3 separate regions of the Sus scrofa genome follow, and regions 2 and 3 are each linked to region 1. A link is a contact called in public Hi-C data. All regions are on one chromosome and are shown on one strand. Each heading gives the region's core, a stretch centred on a gene start, on an enhancer-like site or on the middle of the called end of the contact. The rest is flanking DNA. Distances are from core to core; before and after follow the strand shown.

Region 1 (3,238 bases), core at 648-3,147:
CTGAAGCTGTGGTTAACATCTATAAGCTGTACAGGAGACCACCTTCCATAGTGTGGGTGGGTCTCATCCAATCACTTGAGAGGCCTTAAAAGCAAAGCTCAGGTTTCCCCGTGATAGAAGTTCTGTCCCCAAACTGCAACATCAGCTTCTACTCGAGTTTCCAATCTGCCCTACAGACTTTAGGCTTGCCAGTGCCCAAAATTACAGAAGCCAATTCCTCAAAACAAATCTTCGTATATCTTATATATATGTGTGTGCCCCACTATATTTACATATAGGTATGTGTATACTGTACACATAGTAGTAGATATGCATATATGTATAGTCTGTATACATGTTGTATACTTACTAATATATGCATATTATGGTGTATATATGTATACAATACACTTGTATATATATACAATACACTTGTATACATATGTATACAATATACATGTGTATAAACACACACCTCTGACAGGCTATGCTTCTCTGGAGAACTCTGATACATGGGGTAGGAGTGTTCCAGGCAGAAGGGACATAAAAGCAAAGGTACCATGTGCTGGACACCATGACAGGCATCACGCAGACAACTGTGAACAACACAGATGTGGCTCTTACCTTCCTCAATCTTAGCGACAAGATAGAGATACTGCAAACTGACCCGTATGTCTCCTCCAGATTTTCAGACTCTTCCCAGATTCACTGGCCTTACTCTTCAGCCTTGACCCCATGGTCACTAATTTCAACTTTTCTTTTAACTGACATTCCTAGTTCCCCTGGCCTTTCATTACATTTGCCAAATTACCACCATTACTAATATACTTTGGAGTGTTATGGAGTTTAAGAACTATATTCACAACAATGAATATAGTTTAAAATAATAATTTTAATTGTCTTCACAAAAACTGTCATGTGGGGAGGAAAGGTTATTTCACAGATGAGAAAACAGGGATTCAGAGGTAAACTAACCTGTATGAAATTACAGAGTTAATAAATAGCAAAGCTGGGTCTCAACCAACCATCCATCTTTCTTCTCAACAAGAACACATTTCTTGAACAAGCGACTTGTGGTCAACTGTAATTGTTCACCTCCCACCTTCATTCACTCCTCAACTTGCCATTTCCCTCTGACAGTCCCTCACTCCTGTACTGGTAAGTTTCTACTTTCACTGGGGGAGGGGGGGGAGGGACTGCGGTTTCCCATGTATTACATTTATTTAAGTGTGTCATACTACATTTATAATTACATATATTAAGGGTGTCAGTCAAGCAGTGCGTTTTATTTGCCCTTAAATACAGGTATTCGTCCAAGGTTGTCTTCAGCGCACATTAACAATTATGAGCTGAAAGATCATAAAAATAGAGATCCCAGGCCCAATTGAAACCAAGTGCAAAACGCTAACTAGCTTGCAAGAAGCGCGCCCGGATTTCCAGGTTAAAACATCTGCCTTGCAGACTCCTAAAACAATATTCCAACTCCCCGAGAAATGCCTGCGAAGATATAAAGAGAAAAAAAAAAAAATCCGCTACTCCAACAAAATCCAGAACTGTCAGCCTCTTTTACGCGCAGGGAGGGATGGGGGACACCTCCCAAGACGAGCTTACTGCAACCAGACAAGCGCAAGCCGCGACCACCTGTGTAAGGCCTGCATGAAAGACCCCTCTTCCCGGTCAGAAAAGCCAAGCCCGTGCACTCCAGAAATCGAGGCAGCTGCACACCAGAAATCTCTGCAGCAGACTTGCTGCTTTTTTGTGACAGAAAAAGAAAAAAATAAGTGACTCCAAACCGCTTCCCAAGCAGCCAACAAACCCCTCCCACCTTTAACTTTTCTTGGACTCGCAGAGCCACTGTTATTCCGGAAACGCCCCGGCAGGAAGTAGAGCCGTGAATGCGGCAGCACGAAGCATCCTGGGAGTTGTGGTCCACGCTCAGAATGCGCAGGCGCAGAGGTGGCCGCCCAAGAGCAGAGCCCGACGGGAATGGTAGTTTCTCCTGCGTTAACCTAGCGTAAGGGTGTCCAAAGGTCAGACAGATGCAATTTCGCGAGTTCTCATTTCAGACAGCAGGGGTGCCCTCACTGAGGGCCTGTAGGTCTGGGAGACTTGGTTTGGGAAATGTGCCTGTCGTCTGACGTTCGACAGTAGATCTGAGATGGATTGAGATAGCCCTCAAGTGGACTGAGTGGAGCGAAGCACAAGCCGTAAGATCTGCAAACTGGACTGTGGACTGTGCGGGAACACTGTAGAATTAAGGAGAGAAGCCGTCTCAAAGACTCAGAGAAAGAACGGACTTCAGTGTTATTTACCTCATGAATCAGAAGAACATTTTGGAGAAGGATACCGAAAAAAATTACATATATGACATGCAGGCCAATGAAAGTATGGCACAGTCTGAAAGAATATGCAGCAAAATATTAAGGTTCATTTTTTTTTTAATAAGGGATTTTTTTTTTTTTTTACACTTTTATGTATTTTCTGAATTGTCTACAAGGGCTAAGTATTCCTTTTTGGTATAAAATACTGCAAATATGAAGTAAAATATATAGAGTAATTTTTTTTTTGTCTTTTCTAGGGCCACTCCCGCAGCATATGGAGGTTCCCAGGCTAGGGGTCTAATTGGAGCTGTAACCGCCGGCCTACACCACAGCCACAGCAACGCGGGATCCAAGCCACGCCTGCGACCTACACCACAGCTCAGGGCAGCGCTGGATCATTAACCCACTGAGCAAGGCCAGGGATTAAACCTGCAACCTCATGGTTCTTGGTGAGATTCGTTAACCACTGCGCCACGACGGGAACTCCATATAGAGTAATTTTTAAAGGCCCTGGAATCTACCACAAAGCTTTGTCTTATTTACTTCCTCCCTCCCTCCCTCTATTCCTTCCCTTCTTTTCTCCTATGCTCCCTCTTTCTTTCCTTCTTTCTAAAAAAAAAAAAAAAATTACTAAGAAAAAAACAATAGAGAGATGTCCCTTATTTAGTCCTTTCTCTGCTGTGTGGAAATACACACACACTCTGAAGGGTTTTTATTTTATTTTATTTTATTTATGTATGTATGTATTTTTTTGTCTTTTGTCTTCTTGAGGCCGCATCCCCGCATATGGAGGTTCCCAGGCTAGGGGTCGAATCAGAGCTGTAGCCCATGGCCTACACCACTGCCACAGCAGCTGGGGATCTGAGCCGGGTCTGCGACCTGTGTCACAGCTCACAGCAACACAGGATCTTTAACCCAATGAGAGGGGCCAGGGATCA
Region 2 (3,146 bases), core at 182-2,681, 160 kb before region 1:
CAACATGCAGGATAGAAAGAGCCAAGGGGAAGGAGGGAGGATGTCATAGGTCAGGCCTGGAAGTGTTTATCCCTTTTGCCCACATTCTCATAGCACAGCTCTGTCACCGCCCAAATTAGATGCAAGTGTTTCTGGGAAATGTCATCCCTGGATTAGCATCTAGTTTCCGGCAACACAGAAGGGAACACACTTCTTTGGTGAATAACCAGCCTTTCTGCCATGCACCTTATTTATACTATGGATTCCATTCACCCCCAAGCTTGCGGGCTAGTGCGATAGATTATCAGCTCAGGCCAGTTCGACCAGATCCAAAAGTCTCACGCTTTGTTGTCTTGGCCTGTGCTACATCTAGCTTGGAGCAGTGCTGTGGAGCTGGGAGATGGTCCCTCCAGGAGGGTATGACCCACATGCATGAGCTTACACTGGCCCAGCTCATCCTCGTAACACAGGAGTGTAATGACTTTTCATGTTTCCAGTGTTCATTCACCCAAGGAGTTCTACCAAATGTGGGAGGACCCGGTGGAAGAGGAAGGCGTTCCTCGGGTCCTCAATGATAGATGGACACTCTAGCATGGTCGGTGCCCCCAGGCCAGCTGTGGGAAGCCAGCACCATTGCATCAAGAAGGTTTGCTATGGGACTAGGCCCTGCCCAAAATGTCACTCAGGAACACATTCTAGCCAGTCTTCTGTGAGCAGTTACTAGTGACGTGATGCCCAGGGCACACAGAGCTGTGTAGAGATCTGTTCATTTGCACAATAAATTGGCCGGTTCTGTGCCCCCATCATCCTCCAGATCTAGATTAATTTTAGATTAATAGCAATATAAACCACCATTTTTTATCCCATTTATACTGGTCACTGTGCAAAGTATAGCGAAATCTTTTCTATGTGATGGTAACAACTGTTCTGCAAGATAGATTTGTTTTGTAAAATGACGTATCTCAGCAAGATGAAGTAGATCCTTTGAAGTAAATGATGAGTGGCTGAGCTGCAATTCAAGTCCAGACCTCTAAAAATCTACTCTCCTCCCATCAAGCCATATGATGAGCCCCACTAGCTCCCATCCCATCATGGGGCACTCACCACTAGCTACAAGAGCAAATGCGCGGTATACACAAGGCACACACCAGCCCAGCCATCCGTCCCGTCAAGTCTTACCTAAGGAAGGCTTCAGACTGCTCAGGGCACCCTGCCATCTTCACCTTGATGGAATAAACCCCATGTGCAGGAAGTTTAAAGAAAAGATAGTCATTGAAAAGTGAATGTTCATTGCAAACAACCGTGTAACAATAAATTCTAATCTGTGGCCACACCCACTCCTTTTCAGCCAAGCAAAGGTAAACTAGTGGCAGAGGCAGGTGTTTGGGATTAAGCGTTTGTGTCACTGTCATACAAAGTCCACATCTGTTCACTTCACGTATCTGCTTCTTCACAGTCACCAGTGAGCTAGCCCTCCTCTGTCTCCAGAGATGTTACAGAAGCAGCATTGATTCAGAGAGTGACCGTGCGGTCACCAAGGCAGCCTTTTTGCCAAGCCACAGAACATTTTAAAAGATAGTTACCAAAACCAAAAATCCACATCATTGAGTAGTACCTTCTCCAGTGCAACATTTTTGTGTGCATTTTTGGAGATTTTAAGCAAAGGCAGAGAATTTTTATGTAGGAGACCACAACAAAGAAAAGGATACTACGTATTCCCTTAGTGTCATTATTAAAACAATCCTTTCCTTTATTGCAATACTTAAGATTGCCAGGCACTGTGCTACCTGCTTTATACACAGTGTCTTATTTAATCCTCCCAATGATCCAAAGAAAAATCTATAATATGATTATGTCCATTTTATAGAAGAAAATGAAAACAAGCAAAGAGTCTCATTAAGAAAGTGAATTGCAAGTAGCAGCAGAAGATGTTGACCCCAGGTTTGTCTATCTCTAAAGCCTATGTGTTTTTCTCTATTCCAAACCAACGAGAGATCCAGAGCTATTTGCAGAGAACACCAGCTAGAAGGAAAACCCAGCATGGAGTGAGAAGCTGTCCAGTGCTACCTGGCAGTGTTGTTGTTGTGGGATTTCAAGAAAAGGAACACAGTGTTCTGAAATTGCACAAGGAATGTAAACAAAACAAATGGAATCTTCAGAAGTGGCGCTAATCCCTTGCTGGAGGTCAATTTCAGGAAAAAAAAAAAAATCCCTTTGCGTAGCATTTGATGAGGTTAGCTCGGTGTTCAAAATACTAAAAGAGGAGTTCCCCATGTGGCTCAGCAGAAACGCATCTGACTAGTATCCATGAGGACTCAGGGTCAGTCCCTGGCCTCTCTCAGTGGGTGAAGGATCCAGTGTTGCCATGAGCTGTGGTGTAGGTTGCAGACATGGCTCAGATCTTGCATTGCTGTGGCTGGCAGCTGCAGCTCTGTTTTGACCCCTAGCCTGGGACTTCCATAGGCCTCAGGTGCAGCCCTCAAAAAAAAAAAAAACAAAGTTATGAGAGCAATGACTGAGTTTTGCAATTGTATATGCATGCAAGGTAATCTACTTCTTCCTAATCAAATGTTTCCTTACTTATGTCAGATCTCAAATGCTTGCTGAGCTATTTAAGAATTCCAAAGAAGACTGGAATTAGCTTTTATGAGGAAAGTCCCAAAGCTGATATTTGTTGATGAAAGTAATTTCACAAGATAAATAAGTACTAGGGATGGAATGCACACGATAAATATAATTAATACTGCTATAATTTATATAGGAAAATTGTTGAGAGAGTGAGTCCTAAGAGTTCTCGTTACAAGGAAAAAATTTTCTTCCTTTTCTTTTGTATCTGTATGAGATGTAACCTTATTGTGGTAACAATTTCACGGTGTATTTAAGTCAAATCTTTATGCTGTATACCTTAAACTTATACAGTGCTGTGTGTCCATTAGATCTCAATAAAACTGGAAGAATTAAAGAAGTCATTTCACAAGTTTTGTCTTCTTTTTTTTTTCTTCCTTTTCTAGGGCTGCTTCCCGAGGCACATGGAGGTTCCCAGGCTAGGGGTCTAATCGGAGCTGTAGACCCCGGCCCACGCCAGAGCCACAGCAATGTGAGATCCAAGCCGTGTCTGCAACTTACACCACAGCTCATGGCAACGCCGGATCCTTAACACACTGAGC
Region 3 (3,110 bases), core at 604-3,103, 220 kb before region 1:
TAATGGTTTTGGCAAATATTTATTAAGAACCCATTTTGAGTCAAGCACTGTGATGGGGTTAGAGAATACAGAGATGAGTGAAACAGACATAGCACCATTTTGATGTAGCTTATATTGGAGGGTTAGCCATAATTTTAAATGTGACACTTTCTATGAAGAAAATGAACAGGGTGCTTATTTGAGGAATAACAGGGGCTACCTACTTAGATAAAGTTGTCAGGAAAGGCTTCTGTGAAGGGGTGGTATTTAATCTGAGTCAGCTATGAAAAGAGCAAGTAAAGAGCATCACTGGCAGAGAAAGCAACATGTCTTAAGGTGAAAAAAGGGTTCTGTGTGCTTGAGGAACTATAAAAAGACCAATGTGCCTAGTGAATGATCCAAGATAAATTAGGAAAGATAAGCAGTGTCACCTCATCTAGGACAGTTACAGCCAGGAAAAGCAGCACTTTACAAAAGGAAATTGAGTGTGAATGTATATGTGGGTATATACATGTGTATATGTACATATTTGTATAGATACATACACAAATATAAATATGTTTAAGTATATGCATAGGTATTAATTGTTACTGTATAGAGAAGGAACTAAAAGAGACAATAGAGGCAGCAAAAAGGCAGATGATCAGAATTCAGGGATGAGATGACAGTGCCTTGAACTGAGGTGATGGCAGTCAAGGTGGGGACAAGTTGACAGTTTAAAGAAATATTTGGAGGTTGAAACATATGTAACTACTGATGGACCACAGGAAGTCATGAGGGACAGCAGGGCTTAAGCATGACTCAGGATTCTGGCTTGACAACACAGTAGATGAATATGAAAGGACAGTAAGAGAGACTCAAAATGCAATCGCAAAACTAAAACCACCCTGGGGGAAGTGAAGAACTGAAGTAGCAGAAAATAGAAGGTAGGATGTGAAGGGCAAATTTGAGAGATTCTTCCAGAATGTAGAGAAAAAGAGAACAGAGATTAGAGAGATGACAAAGATGACAGAGAATACAAAACCACTCTTCTGGATAACTGGTATTTCTAAAGGAGATACAGGAGTTACTGAATAAAAACAACAAAGAAAACAGAACGGTTTCCTGAAACCAACAAAACTTAAGTCTAAAAATCTTAAAAACCAAGGAAAATTAGAGTCCAACATCTAGATATTCCCTTGAGAAGCGCTTGCATTTACAAAATAAATAATCAGATTTTTTAAGTTATCTGCTGAGAAAAACACAAAATCCGTGTCACCTTAAGACTTTTGCTCCAAGGCAGTTGTTACCAGAGGCAATGGAACTACATCTAGAGGTTTGAAACATAGCAAGTATGACTCAATAATTCCATAGCAAGCCACTATTGTCGCTCATGTGAGAGAAAAAAAAGATATTAACACATCTGCAGAGCTAAGAAAATATACTCTCCACATGTTGTTACCCCCCCACACACACACGCAAAAGTACTCAACCCCTCTCTAACAAGGGGTGATTCAAGAATGGAGCAGTTATGATACAGAAAAGGTGAGTGAGAATATTTTAATTTAATCATAGAAGTAAGGCTAAAAAGTGTCAATTTTCAAAATAGAAAGTGAATGAAATGCTGTTTGAAAGAAAAGTTATACAGTGAAAAATACAGTATACCACTAATATAAATCTATCTAAAATCCCAAATATCTACAAAAATTGGGAAAGGTGAATGAAAATTTTGACAGTGAGTGAAAATAATCTGACTTGTTTCACATAATTTGCATAATTACTATGAAGAAAATGAATGGGGTGAGATTAGCAGGCAGAACTACTTAGATGAAATAGCCAGGAAGGACTCTCTAGAGTATCACAGTTCCCTGACTCATCTGCAGGTGGAGCTGAGGTTTTAAAAGAAGGACAGAGTATTTATATGCTGATCTCATAGTATTTAATCAGTTACAGGACTGACCCACTAATATGACACAACTGGAACTCATAACCAAGAGAAATGAGAATTAAAAACGCTGTATTCCTTAACTCAGCTTTAGCTGACATAGAGGTGGTTTAAGAAGACAGAGCAGGAAGCTTATCCTTCATCTCATAATTAAAACAGGGAAATATTTGGTGAATATTTACAAAACTGTTAGCATCTCATACAAGTTAGATCGATATTTATTCTGTATCTTGACCTCATAAAGTTGAAGAGAATGTATGTTTACAAAGAAGAGCAAAGAGTTTTATGTAATATTGAAAAGTTTCCACAGTTTCAAAGGCAACTGGCTTACAAACATTATACCATGAATATTTACTATAGGAAACTACATTGGTTGAAATTTGTTGTAGAACATTGCTTATTCACATAATATTATAAATAACAGTGAAATTAATATTCACTTAGATCAGGGGTGGGCAAACTTTTCCTGTAAAGAACCAGATAACAAATATCTTTGGTTTTCAATGCTGCCACCACAGCATGAAAAGCAGACACAGAAAATACAAAAAAGAATAGGCATGTCTGTGTTCCAATAAAACTTTATTTAAAAAACAGGTAGCAGACTGGATGTGGCTAGGGGCCATAGTTTGCTGATCACTAATTTAGATGATTCTTCTAAATCATTCCTCTCTGTAGAACTTAATCCTCTAGCCATCACGCTCTCTGCCCTGCCGCAGTCACTTTCATGATCCCGTCTTGAGCCTTGACATCATTCCTAACAACTGCCACCCCTCCATAACCTCAATTCATCTGCTCCACCCATGGACCATCACTTTTTTCTTTCTCACTCCCTCTAGAACCCTGACCATATAATCCTTTGAACCCACCAGGTCCTTCAACCCAATGATCCTGCCATCTCTACACTTGTCCTTCACCCACACACAATATCCATATCCCTCCTTCAGTCGCACAGGAAATTATCATCTCTCCCTTCCATAAAACTTCGACTTTCTTGCCCCTCTTTCACTTTGTCACTCACTTGACAAAATTACAACTGTAGTTAAATCCAGCTCTGCAGATACTGTGCAGCTGAATGGTCCTGGAGAAAATCCCAAAGCCCCCATTTGAATTCATGACCATAAATCTCAAGCAGGCACTTTCTGTGCCATTTTCCCAATCCGTCAGTCTCCATTCTCTCCATAAACCTCCAGCACCATCTCCACCACCA

The links. Hi-C and Micro-C count contacts between places; a contact is called where the count stands out from the background.
Region 2: a contact with region 1 is called in a Hi-C map of liver, with 2.2 times the contacts expected there. The contact joins the enhancer-like site here to the promoter of IRF2 in region 1. A contact is called at or near these places in 4 of 47 Hi-C or Micro-C datasets (liver and skeletal muscle) and 2 of 2 datasets of contacts at active chromatin or transcription factors (alveolar macrophages and skeletal muscle).
Region 3: a Hi-C map of embryonic fibroblasts shows a contact between it and region 1, with 2.8 times the contacts expected there. The contact joins the enhancer-like site here to the promoter of IRF2 in region 1. A contact is called at or near these places in 1 of 5 promoter capture datasets (skeletal muscle), 13 of 47 Hi-C or Micro-C datasets (adipose tissue, alveolar macrophages, embryonic fibroblasts and 5 more) and 1 of 2 datasets of contacts at active chromatin or transcription factors (alveolar macrophages).

The regions. Positions count from the first base shown.
Region 1 is chr15:45,691,344-45,694,581 of Sscrofa11.1, forward strand. IRF2 (interferon regulatory factor 2) reads right to left here and starts at 1,898. Exons shown (of 12, transcript XM_021075622.1): 1 at 1,805-1,898.
Region 2 is chr15:45,527,095-45,530,240 of Sscrofa11.1, forward strand. No RefSeq gene overlaps it. Among named protein-coding and RNA genes, the nearest start is that of ENPP6, 88 kb to the left of the region's middle. Within about 2 kb of position 1,432, at least 1 of the 83 cell types and tissues checked has an H3K27ac peak or open chromatin away from gene starts, as enhancers often do. A contact at or near this core is called in liver, where this site is marked.
Region 3 is chr15:45,473,063-45,476,172 of Sscrofa11.1, forward strand. The region is part of intron 1 of LOC110257052 (a long non-coding RNA gene); the gene reads right to left. Among named protein-coding and RNA genes, the nearest start is that of ENPP6, 33 kb to the left of the region's middle. Within about 2 kb of position 1,854, at least 4 of the 83 cell types and tissues checked have an H3K27ac peak or open chromatin away from gene starts, as enhancers often do. A contact at or near this core is called in alveolar macrophages and embryonic fibroblasts, where this site is marked.